5 separate regions of the Mus musculus genome follow, and all the other regions are linked to region 1. The links are chromatin contacts, called in public HiChIP or PLAC-seq and promoter capture Hi-C maps. All regions are on one chromosome and are shown on one strand. The core of a region is the stretch at or near the end of the contact, and the rest is flanking DNA. Distances in the headings are between cores, read along the strand shown.

What was found. Promoter capture Hi-C pulls out the DNA fragments that hold promoters and counts their contacts. HiChIP or PLAC-seq counts read pairs in DNA pulled down with a chosen protein or histone mark.
Region 2: a promoter capture Hi-C map of pre-B cells shows a contact between it and region 1. The contact joins the promoter of Epas1 here to the promoter of Lrpprc in region 1. A contact is called at or near these places in 3 of 39 promoter capture datasets (embryonic stem cells, liver and pre-B cells) and 1 of 115 datasets of contacts at active chromatin or transcription factors (large pre-B cells).
Region 3: a contact with region 1 is called in a promoter capture Hi-C map of liver, with 4 times the contacts expected there. The contact joins the promoter of Cox7a2l here to the promoter of Lrpprc in region 1. A contact is called at or near these places in 3 of 39 promoter capture datasets (liver, neutrophils and pre-B cells) and 1 of 484 Hi-C or Micro-C datasets (pre-B cells).
Region 4: a contact with region 1 is called in an H3K4me3 HiChIP or PLAC-seq map of stem cell-derived neural progenitor cells, with 8 times the contacts expected there. The contact joins the enhancer-like site here to the promoter of Lrpprc in region 1. A contact is called at or near these places in 6 of 39 promoter capture datasets (the 3T3-L1 cell line, the C10 cell line, the HPC-7 cell line and 3 more) and 5 of 115 datasets of contacts at active chromatin or transcription factors (astrocytes, embryonic stem cells, extraembryonic endoderm stem cells and 1 more).
Region 5: a promoter capture Hi-C map of liver shows a contact between it and region 1, with 3 times the contacts expected there. The contact joins the enhancer-like site here to the promoter of Lrpprc in region 1. A contact is called at or near these places in 3 of 39 promoter capture datasets (hippocampal neurons and liver) and 2 of 115 datasets of contacts at active chromatin or transcription factors (astrocytes and large pre-B cells).

What each region holds. Positions count from the first base shown.
Region 1 is chr17:84,788,161-84,792,895 of GRCm38.p6, forward strand. Lrpprc (leucine-rich PPR-motif containing) reads right to left here and starts at 2,626. Exons shown (of 38, transcript NM_028233.2): 1 at 2,205-2,626. The coding sequence starts at 2,353.
Region 2 is chr17:86,751,048-86,755,782 of GRCm38.p6, forward strand. Epas1 (endothelial PAS domain protein 1) reads left to right here and starts at 2,817. Exons shown (of 16, transcript NM_010137.3): 1 at 2,817-3,261. The coding sequence starts at 3,236.
Region 3 is chr17:83,511,539-83,516,273 of GRCm38.p6, forward strand. It overlaps Cox7a2l (cytochrome c oxidase subunit 7A2 like), which reads right to left and starts at 2,795. Exons shown (of 3, transcript NM_009187.3): 1 at 2,666-2,795. The coding sequence starts at 2,737.
Region 4 is chr17:86,029,469-86,034,203 of GRCm38.p6, forward strand. The region is part of intron 16 of Srbd1 (S1 RNA binding domain 1); the gene reads right to left. Among named protein-coding and RNA genes, the nearest start is that of Gm30117, 100 kb to the left of the region's middle. Within about 2 kb of position 2,778, at least 24 of the 459 cell types and tissues checked have an H3K27ac peak or open chromatin away from gene starts, as enhancers often do. A contact at or near this core is called in the HPC-7 cell line, where this site is marked.
Region 5 is chr17:85,879,663-85,884,397 of GRCm38.p6, forward strand. The region is part of intron 4 of Gm30117 (a long non-coding RNA gene); the gene reads right to left. Among named protein-coding and RNA genes, the nearest start is that of Gm30117, 47 kb to the right of the region's middle. Within about 2 kb of position 2,764, at least 17 of the 459 cell types and tissues checked have an H3K27ac peak or open chromatin away from gene starts, as enhancers often do. A contact at or near this core is called in liver, where this site is marked.

The DNA of each region.
Region 1 (4,735 bases), core at 1,376-3,875:
TTTTTTTCTAAATAGTTAAGATTCTGGTCATATGGTACACACATTTTATTCCAGCACTTGGAAGGCAGAAACAGGTCGTTCTCTGTGAGTTTAAGTCCCAAAACAGCCAGGTATCTATATACAGATACTGTATCAAAAAAAAAAAAAGTAAGAAATGGAACGAAGCCTCAGGTGCAGTGTGAAAACAGTGTGCGACAGGGAATGAGAAGCTAGCAAAGGAGACAGGAAACCATGGGCAAGAAAGAGAGCAAGTGGGACGCTTCTAGAATAAATAGAATCCTGAGAAAGGTTGTGTTTTCCACACAGGCTTAGAAGCTGTGGGATAGGAGACTGGCCGGAAAGTGTTCAAAGTCCAGAGAAAGAGAACAAATACTACTTCACTGGCTGCCATGACCTAACACGCGTTAACAAGACCACGTACTATGCTTGAGCAGTTTCCTCTCTACGGGGAAACACGCGTGTGGGGAAACACGTGCGTGGGTCACCCCGGCATAGTCATGTTACTGCTTACAGCTTTTCTTCCATTTATCTTTTGTATGTGCATGGATACTGTGGAGGTCACAGACAAGTTGTGGGAGCCGTTCTCTCCTTCCATGTGGGTCCTGCAATCAAACAAAGGTCACCAGGCTTGCAGAGAAAGTACCTTTTCTTGATGAGCCACCATGCTGGCTGACCCCATGCAGCCAGTTTTTCGGATCGTGGGAGAGACAGCTTCTGAAGAGACACCCGGATGCTGAATGACTGAACAAGCTTTACAAAGACACCCAATGCCCTCCCTTACAGACAAGTCAGAACCAGGGGAGCTTGGTCAAAGGTCCATCCGAGTATGCAGCGAGGAAGTGGAACCCGGGTCTGATGAACACACAGATGTGTCACTAAAATGTGTTCAGTTTCTGCCAAACCCAACAGCAAACATCAATGCCTGCACTGTAGCAGCACTAGCCCTGGCCCCGAGGGGCCTCGGGTGAAGGACTAGATTCTAGTCACTAGAGGAAAGCTAAAGGAACCAGCACTGCTGTCTCAGAAGACATGAAAGTTAGGGCATGATTTCACTGTTCAAGCCTACCACAAAAATAGAGGCAAGACCCTAACTTACAAATAAGCATCTCTCCAAAGACAACCAAGTTGTTCAGACATCATGAAGCATTTCCTTCATCTATCTAGTTATACGCCGTGCCGGGCTGGCCCGTGAAGACAGTTACTTCTATTACAGTGTTATTATAATATACATCAAGCCCTGTATCTCATGAAATAGTCCTAACCTTATACGGTGTCCACCTGTGTACCTAAAGAAACTTAAGGCCTGGGCTGCTGAGTGATTTGTCCAATAGCCTAATGCAAATAAGCCAAAGCACCCTCAGTCCATGGCTCCCCACTCCAGATCATACTTCCTAAGTCTGTTTGCTAGACCCCAAAGTTCTAGTGTGGGGTGTACAACTGTCAATTTCTTTCCGGTACTAAAACCTAAGCACCCAACCTTCCTTTATCAGTTGTCAAGAATATCTATGTTCTTTAAGTGAACATACTTGTTTCCCTATAACCTCAATCCAGAAAGGCATATACTCACAAAAATACATGACACTAACTAGGAACTTAACTTGTTTTTGCAGTAGGTACATAGATCCCAACAGAGCACCTTGCACGCGTCCTTTAATCCATTCTAGTGTGACAATCTCCAACCCATGACATCTGTGTAAATACTGAAGGAAAATTCCACTCAGCACAACGCAAGCAAAAACCCGAACTGGCCATGATCAAATGTCAAGTTCTAAACTATCCCTAGATCACTAGAACTTCAAACCCCAATCCCAAGAAAAAGAAAATGAAAAACCAAAGCCTCGTAAGACTACAGACTAGCAGGTTACTGGTCACCAGCGTGCGAGAGCACCCAGGAAGGGTACTCCTAAGGAAAGGCACAACGCCTGTCCCCACCTCAGCCCCATCCACTCCCCCAAAGCCATTGAGCTTCACGGGCCTTTCCAAAGCTAGAGCAGGCAGAGACCTCAAGCAGCAAGCCGGAAGCCAGCCATGCCCTCGACCATGACCTTCTCAAGACTCTCAACCTTGTCACCCCAAACCACTGGCAAAGCATGGGGGAGGGGGTGGCCTCATGCCTGAGAAGCCGGGACCACGGAATTGGAGCAAACGAGCAGGACACCAGCCCGTCCACCGCAGCCAGTCAGGAGGAAGGGTCCGGTACTCACCCTGCAGCCGGCCGGCTACCAACAGCCGCGACCCGGACGACGGAGGACAGCCGGCCCGGGACGCCCGCAGGGAGGCGCAGGGACAGCGGGAGGCGCGGGGCCGCCGCGGCCCCGAGCAGCCAACGCGCGGGTCTCAGCAGGGCTGCCATGGCTCAGCGTACCCAAGGCAGGATAGGATGCACGCTCCTGCAGAGGACCTGGAGGAGCACGTGACGACCCGGTCGCCCCTAGTGGGACAAACTAAGGACCGAGGGCGTCCAGCGGAGGAGGAGGCAGATCCCCGCCAAGGCTCACGGGAGAGGCAAGCCGAGTTCGCGGGATACCCTGGATCCGCCTTCTGTTTTACTATACATTGTTTTTTGTCTTCCGTTCACAGTGTCCCTGTTCCCTTGTCCAGCGCCCCGGCTCTCAGCGAGCCTGGCGACAACACCCCTCCACTTTGAAGTTGGTAGAGCCCACTAGAGGTCGGCTCCGCCCATGCGCGCGCAAGGGCTTGTGGGGGGCCAACTAGGAGCGACACCGAGGGTTGCTGGGAAGGGCCGACCGTGCAGATCCCGGGGTGCCTACGACGTTCCAGCCTTGCGCCTCGGTTGCTACCGAGCCGCTGCCCTAGCTGCTCAGTGACGTAGTTCCTGCCGTAGCTCTCAGAAACGGCGGCCAGAGAAAAGCTTGACGAAGAGAACTGGGAGGCTGTGGACCTCCAGGTTAGCTACATGCTATTTGTGTGACTGGGGATGGGGTAGATAAATATACAGAACTCATCCTAAGTGCCTCGCTTCATGAAATCAATGGATTCTAATAAAGGTCGTATAATTTTAAATGTCAAGGTTGAAGTTTCTTTTTCTCAGTGCCCCGCTCCTTCCAGTTAATGCACTAAGCAACTAAGGTAGTGAGTGGTGCAATTGTCTGAGGATAGGTCTGGAGCTAGGAAAACAAGTTCTTGCCCTCACAGAGCTCGCATACTGAAAGGGTTCCCTGTGCACTCGTGTGAACCCGGGAACAGGTTTCCACTCTACTTAGTTATTCCTTGACTGCTACCAAGTGAACAGTCAAATTCTCCCTCTGCAAGTTTTCCCATGTGGCTGTTTCTTCTGCTAGCCAACAAACTTCAGAGTGCCCAGAATGAGAATGCAGCCTCTTTTATGGCGGAAGCTCGTGATCAGTTGAAGACACTTCGTGCTTTGAGCATTTATTGAATGGATATACGTTCAGAGTTAACTTGGCTTAGCTTTCTTTTGGAGAAGCTAATACCGCCCTGCAAGATGAAGTTACTCTGAGTTACTATAGAGCACTATGATAGAATATAATTCATTCTCTCATTCAGCATTAGTACTATTTATTGAGCACATATTTTGTGTCAGGCACTATTTGGAATGCTGGGAATACAACATGGGGGGGGGGATCTCAATTTAGACAAAATTCCGTACATCTAAAGAAACATAAGAATTGTGATATAAATAAAAGATTAAGGTAGGTTACGGTCTGTGGTGATTAATCTTGATAGGATTTACTATCACCTTGGAAACCAGACTTTAAGCCAGTGAGGGAGTTTTTACATTGGATTAGTTGAAGTGGCAAGACCCACCCTGAATGTGAATGACACCACTGGGTCCCACTGAGTGTAGGTGTGACGCAAAATCATTTGCTTTTTTAAAAAAATATATTTATTTTATTATGTGTATGAGTGTTTTGCCTGCATGTATGTGTGTAACCACAAGTGTGCCTGGTGCCCTTGAAGGTCAGGAGAGGGCTTCAGATGTCCTGGGAGTGCAGTTAGAGACAGATACAAGCTGCTGTGGTGGTTGCTGGGAAACGAACCTACCAGCAGAATGCAGAGAGTCCAGGCATTTGCCACACCCAAGGAAGGCTAGGGCTCTGGATGCAAATGTGAAACGAGGTTGGTGGAAGTAATTATGATGATGGACTTTCTAAGGGTTTACTCCTAAAACTCTACTCCTCGGTTGTGAAGTGTGCTCTTAATTGTCAGCATGATGGAACTCAGAATCAGTCGCCTTGGGGACGGGCTTTTGGGAAGCCTCCTTGGTGTTAGGGTTTTAGGTGAGAAACCCACCCTGAGTATGTCTGTGAATGTGTGTGTGTGTGGGTGTGTGTGTGTTATGAGTGTGGTGTGTGTATGTGAGTGTGAGGTTTGTGTGTGGTATGTGTGTGTGAGTGTGGGGTTTATGTGTGGGGTATGTATGTGGGGTGTGTGTGTTATGAGTGTGGTGTGTGTGTGTGTTTGAGTGCATGTGTGTGTGTGTGTTATGAGTGTGGTGTGTGTATGTGAGTGTGAGGTTTGTGTGTGGTATGTGTGTGTGAGTGTGGGGTTTATGTGTGGGGTATGTATGTGGGGTGTGTGTGTTATGAGTGTAGGGTGTGTGTGTGTGTTATGAGTGTGGTGTGTGTGTGTGTGTGTGTGTGTGTGTGTGTGTGTGTGCGCGCGCGCGTTCCATGGGCTGGAGTCCCAGAGTGGATAAAAAGACAAAGCAAGTGCAGCCCCAGTAGCTCATCTCTCTCTTCCAGCTAGAGAT
Region 2 (4,735 bases), core at 1,567-4,066, 2.0 Mb after region 1:
TGAGACACGCGGGTGAGGAGACTTTCTAGGAGATGTGTGATCTGTGTACCCCCTTCCCCCGCTTTAAGCAGCATGAGAGTTTGACTTTAAGATGCCTTCTGCTGCTATGTGAGCCTAACACAGATGCTTCCAGAGACACTCATGTAAAGCTAAGGTCTTAGCCCCTCCCAAACCGTACCATCTTTATTCGGAGCTGCCCCCCTTTAGTTTTCCATGGAGGCCAAGACCTCAAAGAAGTCTATGTCTGGCTTACATGCTCAGCTCCTTACAAAGACTGCTGACACCATGTCTTCTCTGGAAGACATCTTAAGAGGTCTTTAGGCCACCTGGCTCTGCTCTATGCAAGTCTGTGTCTAGTCCTGGGAATCTTCGAGGCGCACTTAATTTGTAGGTTAGGAAGAGGGGATGCAACTAACATAGGGAAAGTTGAAGTATTCTTGAGTGACCTCTTACACCTCTCCCCTCCATCTCCCCCAAAGTGGGTTTCCCTGTATAACCCTGGCTGACTAGGAACTTTTTTTTTTTTTTTTTTTTTTTTTTTGTAACCCAGGCTGGCCCGTGTTGGGGGATGGTCTTGCGCTGTGTATTCTGATGCTGATTTCCACGCCAGGACAACTGGTTGCAGTCGGGACTTGGCGTGGTCAAGCATCTCCGGTCTTGATGTTATGCAAAAATTGTTTTCCCTCAGGACTGGAACTCTGCGGTCTGCCTGCCTCTGCCTCTTGAATGCTGGGATTAAGGGTGTGAGCCAGTATGTCCGACCAGAACCCCTACTTTAGAAGTAACTGTGAATTAGGGATTGAATCCAGGGCCCTTATCTTTCCTCTTAAAAATCAAAAACTTCTCAAACGAATTTCATAACCTCAAGGCTATTGAAATGTTCCCTGCGGGTTACAGGTATCGCCCAGTCACCTGTCAAGTACAGCTCAAATCCAGCAGAAGCTCTGGTGAAAAACAATGTCTGGGGCCTTGAAGCTGTCGAAGTGCTTAAGGTTTTTTATTGTCTGGTCTTTCCCTCCCTCCCTCCCTCCCTCCCTCCCTCCCTCCCTCCCTCCATTCCAATCTCAAGAGAATATATAAAATAAAGCAAACAAAATATGTTTATATTTTATTACTACTGTGTCTACCAATTTGAATTTCTTATTATTAAGACCCAGGGTGTCTGGATGTAGAAATGTCATAGGAAATCATCCACCAGCCTCCAAGAGTGAAAAGGGTCTGGTCTTTGAAATCACCCTCAGGTGTGTCAACTGATTTCCAAGTGCTCAAGCACTCATTCTTTCAGATACCTCCCCAAGACTTTCAAAAAGTATCCACCTTCTTCATGCTTAAACAAACTTAAAAATCGCCCCCACCCCAAGACACAGTCACACACACAGTCTCTGGTTATAATTTTACTAGGAAACTTGTGTTTAAGAATAGTTCGGGAAGCACAAACTTTAGATACCAGGGCAGCCCAATTTGAGGGACCGTGCTTTCTCCGCAATTCACAACTATGGAGCCCGTTGGCTCTTTCCCTAGCCTTCAAAAATCCATGGCTGCCCTTCTTCCTTCTGGAGATTTTCCTGCAGAAGTAGGAAATGGGAAAGTGTCTAAGATCAAAGCAGGAGTGGGCATCTCACAGGTGGAAAGGCCAAAGAACCCTCTGACTGCCTAGGGAAGAGGAGACTTCATAACACCACGTCCTGCAGTTGGCTGTATCCTTCGAACCCCGGAAGAGCACATCCAGTGATTTGGGAACACGCTATCAACACATCCCAACATCACACTCAGGAACTCTCTGGGGAGCCCACGGTGATACTGGGGTATTGAGAGCGGGCAGAGGCCTGAGGGAGCTCCAAGGCTCTCCTCTCAGGCATACACTTAAACCTAACAGTCTACCACGAGCACCTCAAAACCCACAAACCGGTTGAGGAAGACACAGGCAGGAGCAACCCTAGATCATTTTTGTCCCAGTTTCTCCCACAACTTTCTGCCACTCGGGACTCAGAAGTCAAGGTCAGTTTGGCCAAAGAGAGCGCACCTCCAAGGCAGACAAGAACAAGAGCCGACAGGGTCCTGGGGATCATTACCGCCGGCCGAAGGGAGCCAAGTGGATGGTTTAGGGGACTATAGCAGCACCCGGAAGCGGGGGGGGGGGGGGTTGGCTGGGCGCTCGCTGCACGCCCTAGCTGCGCTCGCGATCTCCGACCCAGCGCTCCTGCCCTAGCCTAGCTCTTAGGGGAAAAGTGAGGCTGAAAGGACACTGGCGCAAAGGCATACTCCGAACTTGGGTAGCAGATCCCCGCCATTACTCAGTCCTGCGCTAACTGCGCTTCCATTTGGAGTCCCATATAGTTACTCGCCACCAGCGACCTCAAAAACAAGTCGCAGTTCTGCGGAAGGAGGAGGAAGGGCAGGCGGGCGCCCGAGGAGCGCAGCTCCAGAGAAAGGGGAGGGACGGGGTCAGGGCAGAGGCTGTGGCCGCGCCTCCCTATTGGCCGGGACACGGTGGGAAGTCGGGGCAGGCAGCCAGCGTGCGGGGCGGGGCTTCTCTGGAGCCCCGCCCCCGGCCCGCCCCCAGCCCGATGTCCCACTCCCGCGCCCCTCGCGCCCTCCCGCGGGCGGGCCGTCCGAGTTTTTAAAGTGGGCTGACAGCCGAGGAGGCCGGACATTCGAGAGCGGCCGGTGTACAGCTCCGGAGTCCGCAGCGCTCCGCTCCAGCTCTCCTGAGGCGGCCGTACAATCCTCGGCAGTGTCCTGAGACTGTATGGTCATCTCAGCGGCCGCACTCGCTTGCCCCCGGATTTTTTTCCAACTTGCTCTCTTCGAGCCATTTTTTTTTCTTTTTTTCTTTTTCTTTTTTTCTTTTTCTTTTTTGGTTGGTTGGTTTTGATTTGTCAGATCCCAGAAAAGTGACTCCTGTTCGGGGCTAAACGGAACTCCAGGTCCCTTGTCGCTGCTCTCTCTCTCTTTTGGCGTCTTACAACCTCCTCCCACTCCTTTCCCCGGCCCCGCCTCCTCCTGCAGGTTCCTCCCCGTCACCCCCCTCCTCCCTCCTCCTCCTCCGCACCTAGCCAGCCCTCTGCAAACTTCCACCTGATTGAGCGGGACTCTCGGACCTGCGAGCACTAAAGACCTTTCACACCTGCCCGGGCGACAGAGAGCTGCGGAGGGCCACAGCAAAGAGAGCGGCTGCAGCCCCTACGGGGTTAAGGAACCCAGGTGCTCCGGGTCTCGGAGGGCCACGGCGACAATGACAGCTGACAAGGAGAAAAAAAGGTAAGCGGGAGTCAAAGCTGGCGACCGACTTGGTCCCAGGCATTGGCGGAACTGCGCGTGGCGGGCGCGACCCGGGGCAGTCGGGAGAGGGGTGCGAGAGTTCTCGGAGGCTGGAGGACCGCTGTTGAGGGGCTTTGAGTAAGCGAGTCGGTGATGCCTTTAGGGACAAGGAGCTGCGGTGTCGCAGTAGAGTTGCAAAGCGGATAGTTCCGAGACCTTGAGACACGGAGAGATGGCCCTGGAGGTCAGGGGTGCTTCCGCGGCGCCTTCCAAAGTCTGTCGTCCCTGGAGCACCAAGCTTCCCTAGCGAGTGTTTTGAAATGTTTCTGGGCTGATGCCCTCGACTCTTAGGGTTTCCATGCTGGAGCAGTAGACACGCCTTTCTTTTCCTAAGACCCTCTAGGTCTTTCCGAGAGCGTTCCTATGCGGGCTTTGCGCCCCAAACTAGCATGGAACAGAGGGCAAAGCGCAACTCTGGGGTGCGCCCTGACCGAGAAGCCGGAACACTGTCAAGGGTCCTGCTCCAGACGGCACCCAAGTTTGTTCAACCCCCTTAACCTTACCCTACACCTAGACTCCGGCAGAGAGTGGGGAGTGAGTGACCTGGATTGCCCTGCGGGGGCAGGTGCTCTAGTGTGCAGAGAGAAGACCGTGACACCCGGCGGCTCCGAGTGTCTGATTCTTAAGACGAAGGGCAGCCACGAAGGTTTGTCCTCGCGAACCTTTCGGCACTGGGTGAGAGGCAACTCGGGGCAACTCGCGCTGCCCTCGAGCCTCCTTCAATCCGCCCCGCATCTGGTGACTTGACACCCAGCTCTAGGAGCTGAGGTGGGAACACACTGTGACCCCGCCGCAGACCTGGGTACATTCTCGTCGCCTGCAAAAGTTTATAGCTGGCCGCCTGGCACTTTGCTCCTGTTTCGATCGGTGCGTGCCGTGGGTTAGAGCTTCCAGCACTGCGCTCCGTGGCGACTTAGCTGGGGTGTCCGGAATGGTACGCGTGACCGCAGAATGGCGCGAGCTGCCAGAGATCCGTGGCCAGACTGGAAAAGACTGGCGGTGAGGACCCAGCCCCGAGCAAACGGGCTTTTTGTTTGGGCTTCCACTTAGGGACATGAGCCAGGAACTGTGTATCCTCTGGTCGAAAGCTGCAGCTCCCACCTCAGGGCACCGATAAGGAGTTGATAAACTCCAGCGAATCGCACCCGTCCTGGCCCGGCGCCCGCGCCCTGCGCTGGCGGATCTCTAGAGGGGGAAGGTATTGAGTCCGGTTCTAGATTCCCCATTATCGCCCACCAAACAACTCTGAGGTTCTGTGTACTTTGAGGGTAGAGAAGGAGAAGCAAGAGAGAGAGAGAGAAAAAAAAAGACTAAGATTCTAGCTCAAACTGTAAAACCAGCCAGAGGGTAATCACAAACCATCAAAACCGCGAAGTTGGACAGCAGAGTAGCCAGGAGCACTTATTGAACACTT
Region 3 (4,735 bases), core at 1,545-4,044, 1.3 Mb before region 1:
TTGTGTTGAGAGAAAAGCCTGACCGTTTGTTTTATTAACCTCCCTGGTTCCCCCAGTGCTATCCGTGAGCATGAGCCTACAGGGACTGTGAAAGACATTCTGAATATACAATTTATAGAATGCCCAACCAAACCTGCTTCTTTCAACATAGCCCGAGGAAAGTAATGAGCTGGAGATGTAGCTCAGTGGTAAAGCACTTGTCGAGCATAATAAAGTCTTGGGTTCAATCACTACAACCATAAAAATATATGCATAAAAGCTTTTGAGTAACTTAGAAATTCTAGGGCTGGAGAGACGGCTCAGTGGTTAAGAGCACTGACTACTCAAGGAGGTTCTGAGTTCAATCCCCAGCAACCACACGGTAAATCACAACCATCTGTTATGGGACCAGATGCCCTTTCTGGTGTGTCTGAAGACAGTGACAGTGTACTCATACATAAAATAAATAAAAGATAAAATCTTTAAAAAAGAAAAGGAAAGAGAGAAAGAGAAAGAAAGGAATTCTGGCATTAGGATGAAATCGAATTCAAGGAAGCCAACCAAGCAAGCACACAAACACCTCATCCTGAAAGTCCTGTCGATGATGTAAAGGGCCTTGTTAGGCAATTCCTACTCTGAGTATCAATTTTACTTCAATGTCACTTAATCAAATTTCTACTTTCTCCTTCTAAACAACAAAGCTTACCCTTTGCTTCATCTCCACTAGAAACATCTATAGAAACTAGAGAAACGGTGCAGCAGGTTAAGAGCACTGGCTGCTCTTCGGAGAGGACTCAAGTTTAATCCCCTCTACCCACACAGTGGCTCACAACTGTCTGTAATTCCAGTTCCAGGAGATTTGGAACCTCCTTCTGCAGGCCTAAGCATGCATGAAGCGCACAGGCATGCATGCAAACAAAACACTCATATACATAAAAAATAAAATAAAATATAAAAAGCACATCTACAACCACCACAAAAGAAACTGTGACATTTTTGATGAAACAACTCATACGCTGTAACATGAAGGAACCTCAAAAGTGAAGTTTCTGTGGGGTTTACAGGGGTTCAAAAACAGGCAGAACTATTTATAACTGATAAATGTCAAAACAGGAAGGCAGACAGGGGTTTTAATGCGAGTTTGAGAGACCTTCCTGCAGGTGGTATAATTTATGGTCTGGGTACTAACAAAGGAGTGCGTCACATGGCATAAGTATGCCAAACCTTGCCTAAAGTAACATACCATCTCTATGCACTGAAAATACACTATAGATGATGATACAATGCAATCAGCCATTTACCTACATCGTCTGTCAAGAAATCAGTCAACATACTGGCAGTTCTTTCCTTACAACTCATTACACTGGGTTCCACTGACACCACACTTGCTCACCTCTAACACTGGACTGTTCTTTGAGTGAATTTTCCTCATTTCCTTCCACATTTCTGTAACAGAACGATGGTGTCTCTCTCTCTCTCTCTTTTTATGATCTCTCCAGCAGCAAAGAGCCTACTAGCAGCCATGTCTGTTAAGCACCACATTCATAAAACCTCAGCAGCTACCAGACACAACACAGCACTAGACACTGAACACCTAAACACTCTTGAGACTTTTCCTCCTCAACCTCCCATACGACCCTTCTTGGCCTCCTCTCTCCTGAAAGCACATCTACTCTTGTAATGAAATCATACTTAAACACTGTCCCTTAAGATGGAGTGTCCCATAGGGGTAGAAAAGAGGCAGTAATGACAATCTCTTTTACAGCCCATACAGGTCACTTACTATTCAAGGTTTTTCAGCTTCGTGTCCCACCAAGGCTTCTCGAACTATGCTGAGCAGTGATTCAGTTCAGGAGAATATATAGCATTTATCCAGCACCAACCATCTGCCAGAAAATCTGCTCACTCGACACATCACATTTAACCCAAGTTAATGCTGCCCCGAATTAGAAGGGGCAGTCAAGGTCACTAGATTAAGGCTGCTAAATTCAGTACTAACCCAGTATTAAGTGGAACTCTAAAATACCACATTTTCACAACACTGAGATTGGAGATGGGAACGCCATTGATAGGATCTAACTGGAACCTGGATAATGTCAGATTGCCCAGTAGTCAACGGTCACCGTCTGCCACTTTAAAACTAGCAAAAGCATAAACCTCGTTGGGTGTCACTTCCGATGCTTTCCCCAGTATGTATGTATGTATGTATGTATACACATATATATATTCCCATGCCTTATGAGCGAGCTTCTCAAATCCGCCCTCCCAGTCTTCCATTTGGTAGCTGGGTAAAGCTGCTTTCTGGGCTGTGACAGGGCCAGTAACAAGAGGAAGTCACAAAGGCCACCTCAACCAGAGAGAGCAGAAACCCAAACACAGTTATGTCACCTTCTGCAATCCTTCACAGATTCTACGGGAAATCCACCTTAAACAAGCAACCACCCCAGGGGTCACCTTGACCCCCGCAAGGTATCAGACCTGAGTTCAGTGCCATGCAAACCTCGCCTAGGGTGCAGCACACACCCAGAAACCTCGGCGACCGCTCCAAGCCTGCGTGGTTAAGGACACCAGGGGACACCAGCAAGCCGGACCGGTCGGCCGGCAGAAACCCTTCACGGCTCGAACCTCGCAACTGCCTGCCTCGGGCTGCTGTTCTCCGGCCCAAGGCGACGCGGCAAAAGTGTACCTGCGGGGTGTAGGCTTCCGAAGCCCAAGCTCCAGCCAACTTCTGCGTGAAACTGCTAAACTTGTAGTACATGTTGGCGGAGGCCCGCTTCGCACCGCCGCTGCCTGTGCGACCGCCCTAGAAAAGGACCCGGCTTCCCCTTAGGCCCGCCCAAAGCTCAGCGCAAGGACCTTAATCCAAAATGCGGACTGTCTAGAGAACGCCTGACTTAAAACATAGCCTCCTACGCAACGTCGGGGGGAAAAAACCGCGCTTTCTCAAGACCTAGAAACGAAAACAAACTCTAAAAGACATGGAAAGAGGCTGTGTTCAGGCTTCCCGAAAACTCAGGCTTCTCTGTACCACTCACTTGGATGTGGGCAGTGCCAAGGCGCCTTGACAGGTGCGCAAGCGTCCTGTGGACAAAGAGGGCGGCTGAGAGCGACACAGTCGGTCAGAGCGAGTTCTGGGCGGGGCCTAGAGCGGGGGCGGGCCCAGGACGTGGGTGGGGTCTCGTCAGGCCCAGGTCCCGCCCCATTTCAGGGTTATTAGTATCTGTTGAGGGGTCTTAATGTACCAAGGGTTGTTAGGAATTTCACCTCAGTTATGACAAGAACAGCTCTTTGGAGCCGTGAGTGCATCGCCTGTAAGCAAAATCCTGTCTCAATGCCGGGAAAAGTGACAGGAAAGGAAAGAGAGTGGGAGAGAAGGAGATAGGAGAGAGAAGAGGAAAGGGGAGAAAAGAGAAGAGAGATCAAGGAGGGAGATGGTGAGAGGAAGAAAGGAAAGAAGGGGTAGAGGGGAAGAGGAAAAAGAGGTGAGGGAGAGAGAGGAAAGAGGGAAGAAAAGAGGGAAGGAGGAGAGAAAAGAAAGAGGAAGGGGAGAGAGGGAAGAAAGGAAAGAGAGGGAAGGGAGAAAAGAGGGAAGAAGAGGGAAGGAAAGAGGGGAGAAGGAAAGAGAGAGAGGGGAGAAGAAGAGGGAAGAATCTATAGGCTTTGTGTAGACGTAAACTTAAAGCACCTGTGTGTGCATCTTGCGCTTTTGAGAGTGAGATTTTGTCAGCATTCATTTGGTTGCTCATCTCTTCCTAGGCCCTGTTCTTTGAGATAAACGTATGCAGGGGAGGTGACTGGGAACACTTGTGAAATCTCTACCTTCTGCTTGAATGATGCGCAGTTACAGCTTCCTGGTTATGGTTATACTCTGCCGCACCATGCAGTGTGACTTAAGCTTCCACTCTGAGTCGAATACTGCATAAACAGAGTGTGCCGGCTTCCTAACCTCCAGGAACAAGTTTTTAGTCCTATCATTTAACCAGAGGTTTTTGCACACACATTATAGATTTATGCATACTATATTTTAAATGTAAGTTGGTAATGAATAGCTGATGATGCCAAGCTTAACATAGTATTTTCTCTAAATGCATTGAACCCCCACAACCCGAGAATTGGTACTATGACCATCTCTATTTTACAGCACAGAAGAACGGAGCGACTTGCTGAGGACAGCAATTAGTGGCAGAGTCAGGCACCAGGCTCAAGAGTACAGATAAATAGATATAAATCCAGGGCTGGAGAGAGAGCTCAGCGGTTTTAAGAGCACTGACTGCTCTTCCAAAGGTCCTGAGTTCAAATCCCAGCAGCCACATGGTGGCTCACAACCGTCCAGAATGGGATTGACACCCTCTTCTGGAGGATCTGAAGACAGATACAGTGTACTTACATATAATAAGTAAATAAATCTTTAAAGAATAAGAAGAAAAGACTCAAGGCTGAGCACTCTAGAGCAAGGGTGTGAATTAGCATCCTGCCTTTGTCTTCAGCACCTCAAATACCCTGAACAGCAAAGATTCCAGCAGCTTCTAATGATGAGTAATCCAACCTTACTGTCCACCCAGGCTTAGTTGCTGCAACCAACACCATGACCAAAAAGCAAATTGAGGAGGAAAGGGTTTATGCAGCCTACACTTCCACATTGCCGTTCATCACCAAAGGAAGTCAAGACAGGGAGTCAAGTAGGGCAGGAACCTGGAGGCCAAAGCTGATGCAGAGGCCATGAAGGGGCAGATCTTACAGGCTTGCTTTCTCTGGC
Region 4 (4,735 bases), core at 1,528-4,027, 1.2 Mb after region 1:
CTGGGAGGGAAACACATTTTTACTTACATTTTCCAAAGAATAGCAGAGGAAAGCACAACAGTCACATTTTCATATTAAACTCATGAGAATGTTGCTACATAGGATCAAAGGTAAAAAACAGTGAGGCACTTAAACAGGGAGAACACCTTAGGAGCTAACAGCCTTATGGGCCTGCAGTTATATAAAATAAGACACTTAATTTAAAAGTACACTGTACATGTACTTGGCTACCTAGTACGCTGTCCTTGAAATTGTCCACTGGTTGAATGAGCAGATGAATAATATTAACTATATTTGCACAGAATAATATATCAAACAGATCTGTATAGCCATATGTAACATACTTTTCCATAAGGAATGGCTTTCCAAAAATTTTAGATCCTCTATACTGGAAAAAAAAAAACCTGCACTATTTTTAAATTTTTTGTGCTGTATAACATTAGTTGCAAATTAAGAAGCTCTTCTTAATTATTATTCCATTTAAAAATGAAGGTCTGTCTTGGTCCATTAGATATTTAAGAGGGGAAGAAGATGACTCTATAAGCCAATTAAAGCAACTGCAGAACAGAAGGCTGTTGGCATGACTATCCATCACGTTCATTTTGAACACATAAGAGGCATCAGTCTTGGAGGGAAGTAAAAGGCAAAGTGCCCTATCGTGGCCGAGTGCACTATTAAAGTCAGATGCAGGGGTCTATTTAGTTTGGACAGGTCCCAGCCACAGAACAAAGTCAGTCTGTCTTGGTACCATAACTGAATTCTACAAGTTAACAGCTTTTCATGAAAACCTGCCATTTCAAAATGTCAATCAAATCTGAGCATAAGTGGGAACTCCTGCAGAAATAACCAGCTGCAGGTTTGAAAAACATTTTTCACTGAAAGTGGAAACACAAAAGATGTTTGAATGGGATCTCTTTTCATTCCTGTAACAGTAGACGGCCATTTTCACAACATCAAGGACAGAAAGCAGAGGACAAAATTGCAAATAATGTCTTGAGAGGGTTATTTGCAGGGGTGATGACTGATTCAAGTTACAAATGACAGAATTATTGGCAAATGGGTTCTCATTAATATGGAATTGTTTGTTTCTCATTACGTGATCATAGTCTCAGACTGTGTTTTAAATTATACTTGAATGATTGTGCCACATAGGATGGATTGGAGGCTTAAGTTTTGACATTTATTTTCTACTTGTTTACAGAAATTGATAATGGTATCTCCTTGGACGTCTAGGAGGAAAACCTACAAACTGAGGCGTATGATCATAAAAACACACCATTTTCCTGCTCAGAAATATCAAAGACAATAAAAACATTAGAAAGCAATACTAAACCTGTCTTCAAGAAAGACCTTCTGTAGGGAAGCTTAGCTACAGCGAGACTGAAAGGTTCTGAATGGGCCACAGCTAGGTGCGAGAGCGGCCGACCATGCACGCTCAGAGGCATCAAAGAGTAAAAGAATGACCAGAAAACACCATTTAGGATATGAAAGGGAGCCTAGTGGTAGAGTCTATGTCTTGTTAGTTCAAGACCTTGGTTTGATCTATAGCACAGTGCACACACATACACAAACACACACACAAATACACACACACACACACACACACACACACATATGGAAGACAGGAGATGCAGGGAGGGAGGGAGGGAGGGAGAAAAGGAGGAAGGGAGATGCTGTCAGTACACAGTAGGAAGGGGAAGAGAAGCCAGAAAGATCCTTTTATTTTAAATAAATTGATACATTACAGATTTTCCCAAACAAAATCTCTTTGTATCATACTTCAATATTTTTTTCTCACTTGCTGGCAGCAATTAGGACAGCCAGTTCATAGAGCTGGTGACCCCTCCCAACGCCAACTGAATGGCCAGTCTGTGCAGCAGAGCAGGCATCAATGCTAATTTTCTTTTATAGACATGAAACAAGACTGGTAGTTAGAAAGCACTGCCCTCCTGTATACATCCTATTAGGTCCTATTAGAATTATGAGTCCTGGAGTTAACTGCTTTTATTTCTTTCCAAGACTTACAGAACCTTTTTGCACTGTATTTATATATTTAGTACACCTTATACTGGTGCCATTTAAAAACAAAAAGAAAATTAGAATCCCATCTCCAAATAAATACTATAAACTGTTGGAACCAAAATGCTTTGTAATGAAATGGCATAATTCAGAGACATTAGAATTTGTCCTTAATTTTTTTAAGCTTAATTTTCTTTTCCACAAATATGATATTCTACTGTATTGTCAACACACACACACACAAACTGGCCACACTTACAACAGTGATTTAATTTTAGTAGGTCCAGTCTAACAAACAAACTTATCAATTGGCCAAATCAGGATTCTTGGGTTTTACACATTGTAGGTACTTCAGAATTATTCTTGGACTTGTACAACAACAGAGCCCCTAAATCAGCATGTAATAATACTTACAGTATTAAGTATACACTATTGGTAAATATCACTAATCTTCCTTCTTTCCCAATGAGTCTCAATTACACCCACCATTCCAAAGAGATCTGAGCAAATGCACGTGATGCCAACAGACATGTTTCTGAACATGGACACTTGCATTCTGACACGATGGTGTCACCCGAGGAACTTTTCACTTCCTGCTGTCATCTCCACAGACCTTCCTGTGTATTCAAACAGCTGTATGAGGTTGCAAAGATTGTTTTTAAGAAAAAGAAAACTGGTCCTGGTAGAGAGTGTGAGTTCGTTCCCAGTGTCACCCAAACACAGGCATTGCTTTTACTGGGTAATACAAATGAAAATGGCTAACGTGGCATAAACTGTATACTAGGCTTTAGTCAGAGTGTCTAAAGCTATCACAGTAGGCATCCATCTGCAGTCCCTGTTTATGGGAATAAAATATGTAGTCATTTGAAGTTCACAATATGTATACTGTGTTTGTAATAACTGCAGATTTTACAAGCACATTATTCTTTCCATTAGGATTAAAACCTCACCAAATAGCAATTTGTGAAAGAATTCTAGCAGGGCCCAGAGCCCAGAACTCTGACCTCTGATGAGATACTTGGCAGCAACAAACTCTAGGTCTAGGCAAAACATCTGGTTTGAGTTAGACTTCCTGAAAAAATAGCCCCTGTACTGGGGAAACTGGTATTCGCTCAGCTTTGTATATATTCTTTGACTGACTTCAACATTGCTACAGGGGGGGAAAGAGGAAGAAAAAGAAAAGACTCCACTAGATGCTTGTCAATCATGACCAAACTCCTTGGTGGCCCCACCAGAGTTAAGCACCCTTACTAGAGAGAATAATCTACTTCATTTCATATTACTCATTATTTTCTGTATTACAGCACACAGAGCCTACAATGGCGTTAAAGTAAACTCAATGTCATTATTAGCAAGCAGTGCATTTCTGTAGTTACCACAGAAGATGAATCCACGCACAGATTCACCTTTAGTCTGCTGACACGAGCAGAGGGTGAAAGGCGACACCATCACACTTGAGAGCTCTGTAGAGTTCACAAGGATCCAAGTTTTTAGTTTTATTTTTAAAATAGTTTCTTAACTAGTGTTCTTTTATCCTAAAATTTACAAACTCAATGTGAGTGGTAAAGTTTGCGAAGAAATTCTACTTTGAAATTTTGATTTGTGAGAAAAAAAAAAATCAGAACTCAAAACTTGCTCTTCTAATATAGATGGAGGAAAAAAAGTTCTGGTTTAACGCAGAGACGGCAGAATCTAAGGGTTATGGTCCTCTCTTCTGCTACGCAGCTTTAGGGGAGCAAATGTGGCATCTCACCCATGCAATGAACAAATCTCTAGTTTGCTTCAGAGTCATCAGAGGGCAGTTTTTAAACTGCCCCCCTTCTTACACAAATATGCAGTTTCTTGGAGATGTTTTAATACATTGGATGGAAGATGATACCAAGCGCAAATGATGTTGCACAGACAGCAAAGCATATCTAGATGAGCTGGGTCTACACCACAGGTCGGTGGGTTGCCTTGGCAAGCAAAAAAAGCTGGGCATTTCAGTGCAGTCCTGTCTGCGTTGTTTGTGGTTTGATTTCAGCATCTTAGTAAAAGTCGACGTATCACAGGATTTACTCCATTGTATCTGCATAGAATCCAGGTTATACAGGATACCATGGGAGCATGACTCCCATGATGCAGGACTAGAGAGTCTCTTAATCTTAGTGCTGGCAAACTGCCATTTTATTGTCCTATCTATCGCCTTAATTTAATTATTATTTTTGAGAGAAGTAAAAATATATTCAAATTCAGTCTTTGAAAAAAAAAAACAGCATGGCATGAAAGCAAATGAATAGTTGTGCAGTTTCTTTAAGTAAAAATTAACTTTTCCACTCCATGTCATTTGGAAGGAGTCCACTGAACAGTTACAATTTATACAACATCAATATTCTTCTCTAACAAGTATTAAGAGTCTGCAAATCTCACTTTTACCATACTTCAGGGAGCAATTTAAGAGTGAGTATAATTATTTACACTCTGCTTCTGGGCCGGAAAAAAAAAAAAAAAGGTATAATTGACCAAAGCCAAATTCTGCACAAAGGCATTTGCATGACAGTCACTGGTCTGTTGAGTGTCACAAACATTACAAGTACTATTTGCCAAGTCACAAAATTTGTGTCATCTTAACATTATATAATTTTTTAAAACTATGTTTCTACTACAAAGTCTTAGTTCTTCTATTCTCACCTAAGAATAAGTACGGAAATTTCCTTTCTTGAATGAATAATTTTTA
Region 5 (4,735 bases), core at 1,514-4,013, 1.1 Mb after region 1:
TGTTGGAGTAAGTGTGTCATTGTATAGGCAGACTTTGAGGGTTCCCAGTACTCAAGCTCTGCCTGCCTTTGGATCAGGATGAAGAATTCTCAGCTCCTTCTCCAGGACCATGCCTGCCTGGACACTATCATGCTTTCTACCATGATGATAATGGACTGAACCTCTGAAACTGAAAGCCAGTCCCAATTAAATGTTGTCCCTTATAAGAGTTGCCTGGGTCATGGTGTCTCCTCACAGAAATGAAACCCTGACTAAGACACCACCTCACTAGCAATCATGTCTGCTTCCTTCTCCTCAAAACTCCCCAAAATCCATGTCTTAAAACGAAGCCCTCAAGTCTAGGGTAGCATTTAGCCAAGGATGTGGAGAAGGGAAGACTTTTTAAATATGTGAACATTGCTATGACTTGGGTGCACCAACCAATCAGAACAGAGCTCCATCACACCTAGTCACTCTTAACTTTCCATTTTAACCTTACGTTTGTCCCATGTTGGACAGAGTCATTTTCAAACATCTGCTAAGAAGGCAGAACCAGTCTTGCGGCCTTCAATCCCTGCTCAGACCTCATGCACTGTCTCCAAGCCTATGTCCTCCAGAACAGGCCACCAAAGGACACAATAAGGAACCACTCATTCTGGCCTCCAAGATATAGTCCCACCTTTTGCCTTTGAGTGTGCCTCTCTTCCTGCTGACACTGGCCTCTTCTCTAATGCCAACTCCAGCAATGCTTTCCTCTATCCGTCAGTGTTTGCATCTCTCCTGTGATTAGCACTCATGTTATGAAGCTTAGCTCCTGCCTGCACATCGGTGACTACTTTAGCCATTAGTTCTTCCTGACCACACCTCTGAGGCTGGATGCTTATTAACGGCAAGCTCTTCTTACAAGCAGGGAAGGGCTGAGCACTCTGTAGGCATTCAAACAAATCCATAGGTGTTTGGTTTAGAGTTATGTCCAGACACTGTCAGTCTCCTCTAAAGACAGGCCGCAGCTTCCTCATCTATATAATGAGAAGCAGAACTGTAGTCATCTGTCCGTGAGAATCACCAGGGAATGCAGTCTCATCATTGAGGGATGCTGCAGGGACTCTAGTTGGTTAGTAGTAGGTCAGACTCAACATTGATTTTCATAGACCGGTTTTGTTGTTGTTGTTGTTGTTGTTGTTATTGTTGTTGTTTTCTCTTATTTTCTTAAGCATTCCAAGTGATTTCAACATGCAAACTTGAAACTTGGGTTAGGTCATCCAAACAGTCCTGTGGAATCCCAAGGCAAAAATGAATAGGATGCCATCTTCCCATGAAGTCTTCTTCGAAGGACATTCTAGTTCAGAGCCCTAGTGACACACAAGCATTTGAGGGCCGTGGTGGATACTGTATCTGTCAGCACTCACTCCTGGTTGTCACCAGCACCTGTGGCAGGTCCTCCCTGGACTCTGTTTTCCAGCAAGGTCTATCTGCAAAAGAGTCTTAGACCTAGATGAAAGGGTTAAGGCTTCCCACCAAATCAGTCATTCCTCACACCCCTCAACACATTACGTGCTCTTTAAAGTGTCAAGGAAAGTTCAGGATCGCTCTTGGCAGGTTGTGCCAAAATTCTTGCCTGAACATATTGGATTATAAACTATGTGGGTATGACAAGCATATCTGACAGATCAAATGCCTAACACTGAGATGATGTGTAAAAGCAAGACACGGTTTTTCACTGTTGTGGTTTAGAGTTTGGGTTGTTTCGTGTGTTTCCCGAGTGTTTTCATTCTTTGCTCCTTCTTAAAATATGCTCCTGACTTTGAGTTGTGACATCAATTAAAAACTAAGCTAATAAAAACCCTAAGCCCACAGGAACACATTAAAGGCCACTTAAGAAAGCGGGTTCCGGCTTCTTTTCAAAGCCAGATCTCAGACACCAGACCATGCTGAGCTCTACAGGCCTGCTTGTATTATTCCCTGGGTCTAGAGCCTTTTTTTTTGTAACCCTCACTCATTGTGGGGTTCATAAATGGGGCAAATTCACATTCTCTCTTTTTTCTCTCTCTCCCCTCTTGCCCTCTCCCCAACATGTTGAAACAAGCTCAGTAATTGCATTACCAGATTTCCAGGGTTAGCTTTGGGTTCAAGGGAAAGAGCTGGGTTTGACTCAGATCTGTAATTAGTGTGGGAGGGTAATTAGTGGCGCACATCTCGAGCAAAGCCGGTGTCTACAAGGGGCCCAAAAGACACGTCTATTTGTTCTGTTTCATCAAACAATTTAATCAAACACTGAGCGCTTTACTCAGAGGCTTCACAAAACAAATATTTGCTGACTGATTGAGTCATCAAACAACTGGGCAATTCAGTTAAACCAGCTCTTTTGCTGTCCAGCGAGCCAAGGAAAGGAAAAGGTTCGAGTGAAGTTTTTACATTTCAGACGATTACTGCAGAGGGGCTCAGGGGAAGGTGCTGGGGCACTGTTTTCTTTCCTCTTAATGCCTTTCCAAAGTAAATAGCATTTAACAAACAGTGGGCCACAAAATGCAGGCCAGAAGACAGGTCTACAAGAGACAGTCATCCCTCGACTGCATAAAGGTACGCATGCTAAGCGTTGTGTTCCCTGGGGGTCTCTCCCATGAGAGGTATGAAGACCATGTGCCCCTGTAGTGGAGCAGCCACAGATCCTGAGACACGCTCTAAGTACCAAGGCAAAGAAGCAGTGGCTTCCCAGGCATGGACAGGATGCAAACACGCATCTACGGACAGCAGGTCCAGGCGCTGGGGCCCTGCTGTCTCTGCTGTCTTTGCCACAGTTAGCAGAGAGCCAGTGTCTGGCTGGAGGCCCTGCTCTACCCATGATGGAGATGCCTAGTGGGGAGCAAGTGTTTCAACACACTTTATTTTCCATTCTGGAGCCACTGACCAAGAATCTTTGTGTCTGTTGGGACCAGAAGAAAGCAGCTGGCCCCAAAGCAAAGCCGGACTCCAGCTGACCTCGGAACACCTGCGTGGAGGCTCTCCGCCCTGCCTAAGGAATGGCAGGGTCACAGCTTTCCACGAAGAGCACCTTAAAGTGACATGATGTCAAAGTCCAGTAGTCCAAGAAGCGGCAAACAGCCCGGCACCTGGGAGCGACCCCCTCAGTTGGCACGTTGTTGAGAAATCCATCTCACAAATCGCCTAGTGTTTGACTTGAAGTCCATTTGTTAATTTGGTAAACACAGACTCGATGCTGACAATACTTCCTTAATCCGGCAGGAAGGAAGTATCTAGTATCAGGCAACTCCAGGGCCTCTCCCGACCCCCTCACCTGAGGACTGGCTGGGGTGCACCTGGGGGTGACTAGGAGGGAGAGTGTCAGCTTAGACAGACAGAAGAAAGAACAAGGATCCATCCAGGGGCTGCTGAGCTCCCAGTGTACCAGTACTCTTGCCGTGGGGTACAAACACAGCCCACAGAGTCCCTCATTGTGGGAGAGAAGCTTTCAGAACGTAGAGGACTTCTATTATTTCCTGACTAGTTAGATCTCCAAGCCTGTCCCTGGGACCAGCTGTGATGATTAATTTTATATGTCAACTTGGCTGAGTAGAATGCTTAGATATTTGGTCTAACATTCAGGATGTCAGATGACATTAAAATGTATACCTCTAGACAGAGTAAAGAAGTATACAACCCAGGACTGGGGGTAGCCTTGTCTAATCAGCTGAGGGCCGAATAAGAGCAAAGACTCATCCCCCAAGAGCAAGGAACTCAGCAAGCAGCCTGTTTTTAGACCAGACAGAACTGTTTTCTGAGTCTTCTGCCTCCTGGTCTACTCTGCACACATACTACTGGCTCTAGCTTTTTGGAAAACTGTGAGAAATAGTTGCTGTTTCCAATCTGATTTTACAGATGAGGAAATAGTCTTGTGAGATTGGGTGCCAAGACTGGGCCACTGTGACACATATTGAGCCCAATCTTCTTACCCGCTCTTATGTTTTGGGTAGATGTGAGTGTCCCCCAAAGGCTCCTGCACTGAAAGCTTGATCCTCAGTGTAGCTAGCAGTGGAAGCAACCCATTGGTGCCTTCAAATTTTGATGGCATTCCTGAAAAGTGATACAGACATTAAGGTGTGGACGTTATTGAAGAAAGTCTGTCCTTCAGGAGGACCCCTTGGAGCATGTCCTTAAGCACTGTGCAATGGGCCAGGCGGTGGTGGCACATGCCTTTAGTCTAGCACAGGAGACAGAGGCAGGCAGATCTCTGAGTTCAAGGCCAGCCTAGTCTTCAGAGCATAAATGGAGTCAGCTCCCACTATGGTTTTAGGGACTTGATTCATACCAAGCGTGGGAAGCAAGCAGTTTTACCTGCCGAGCCATCTTGTAACCCCAAAGTTTCATAGTAAATACATACTTTCCTCTTCTTTGTTGAGAAGGACTGTTTTAATTGCTTTTCTTCCTCTCCAGTGGATTTATTTTTGTCTCCCTGATGACTCGGTGCACACAGTAGACTAAACTCTCCTCATTCAGACCTTCCTTTGTTCAAGACTCTAGCCAAAAAACAACGTTGCTAGATCCTTTTTTTTTTCTCCCCAAGACAGTGTTTCTCTGTGCAGCTCTGGCTGTCCTGGAACTTGCTCTAGCTTCGAACTCAGAGATTCACCTGCCTCTGCTCCTGAGTGCTGAGATTGAAGGCGTGCACCACCACCATGTAGACCTATTTTCTTATTATAGACTTGAAAGCAAATAGTCCTGATGGTGGACATTTAATCCAGATGACACTATTTTACTC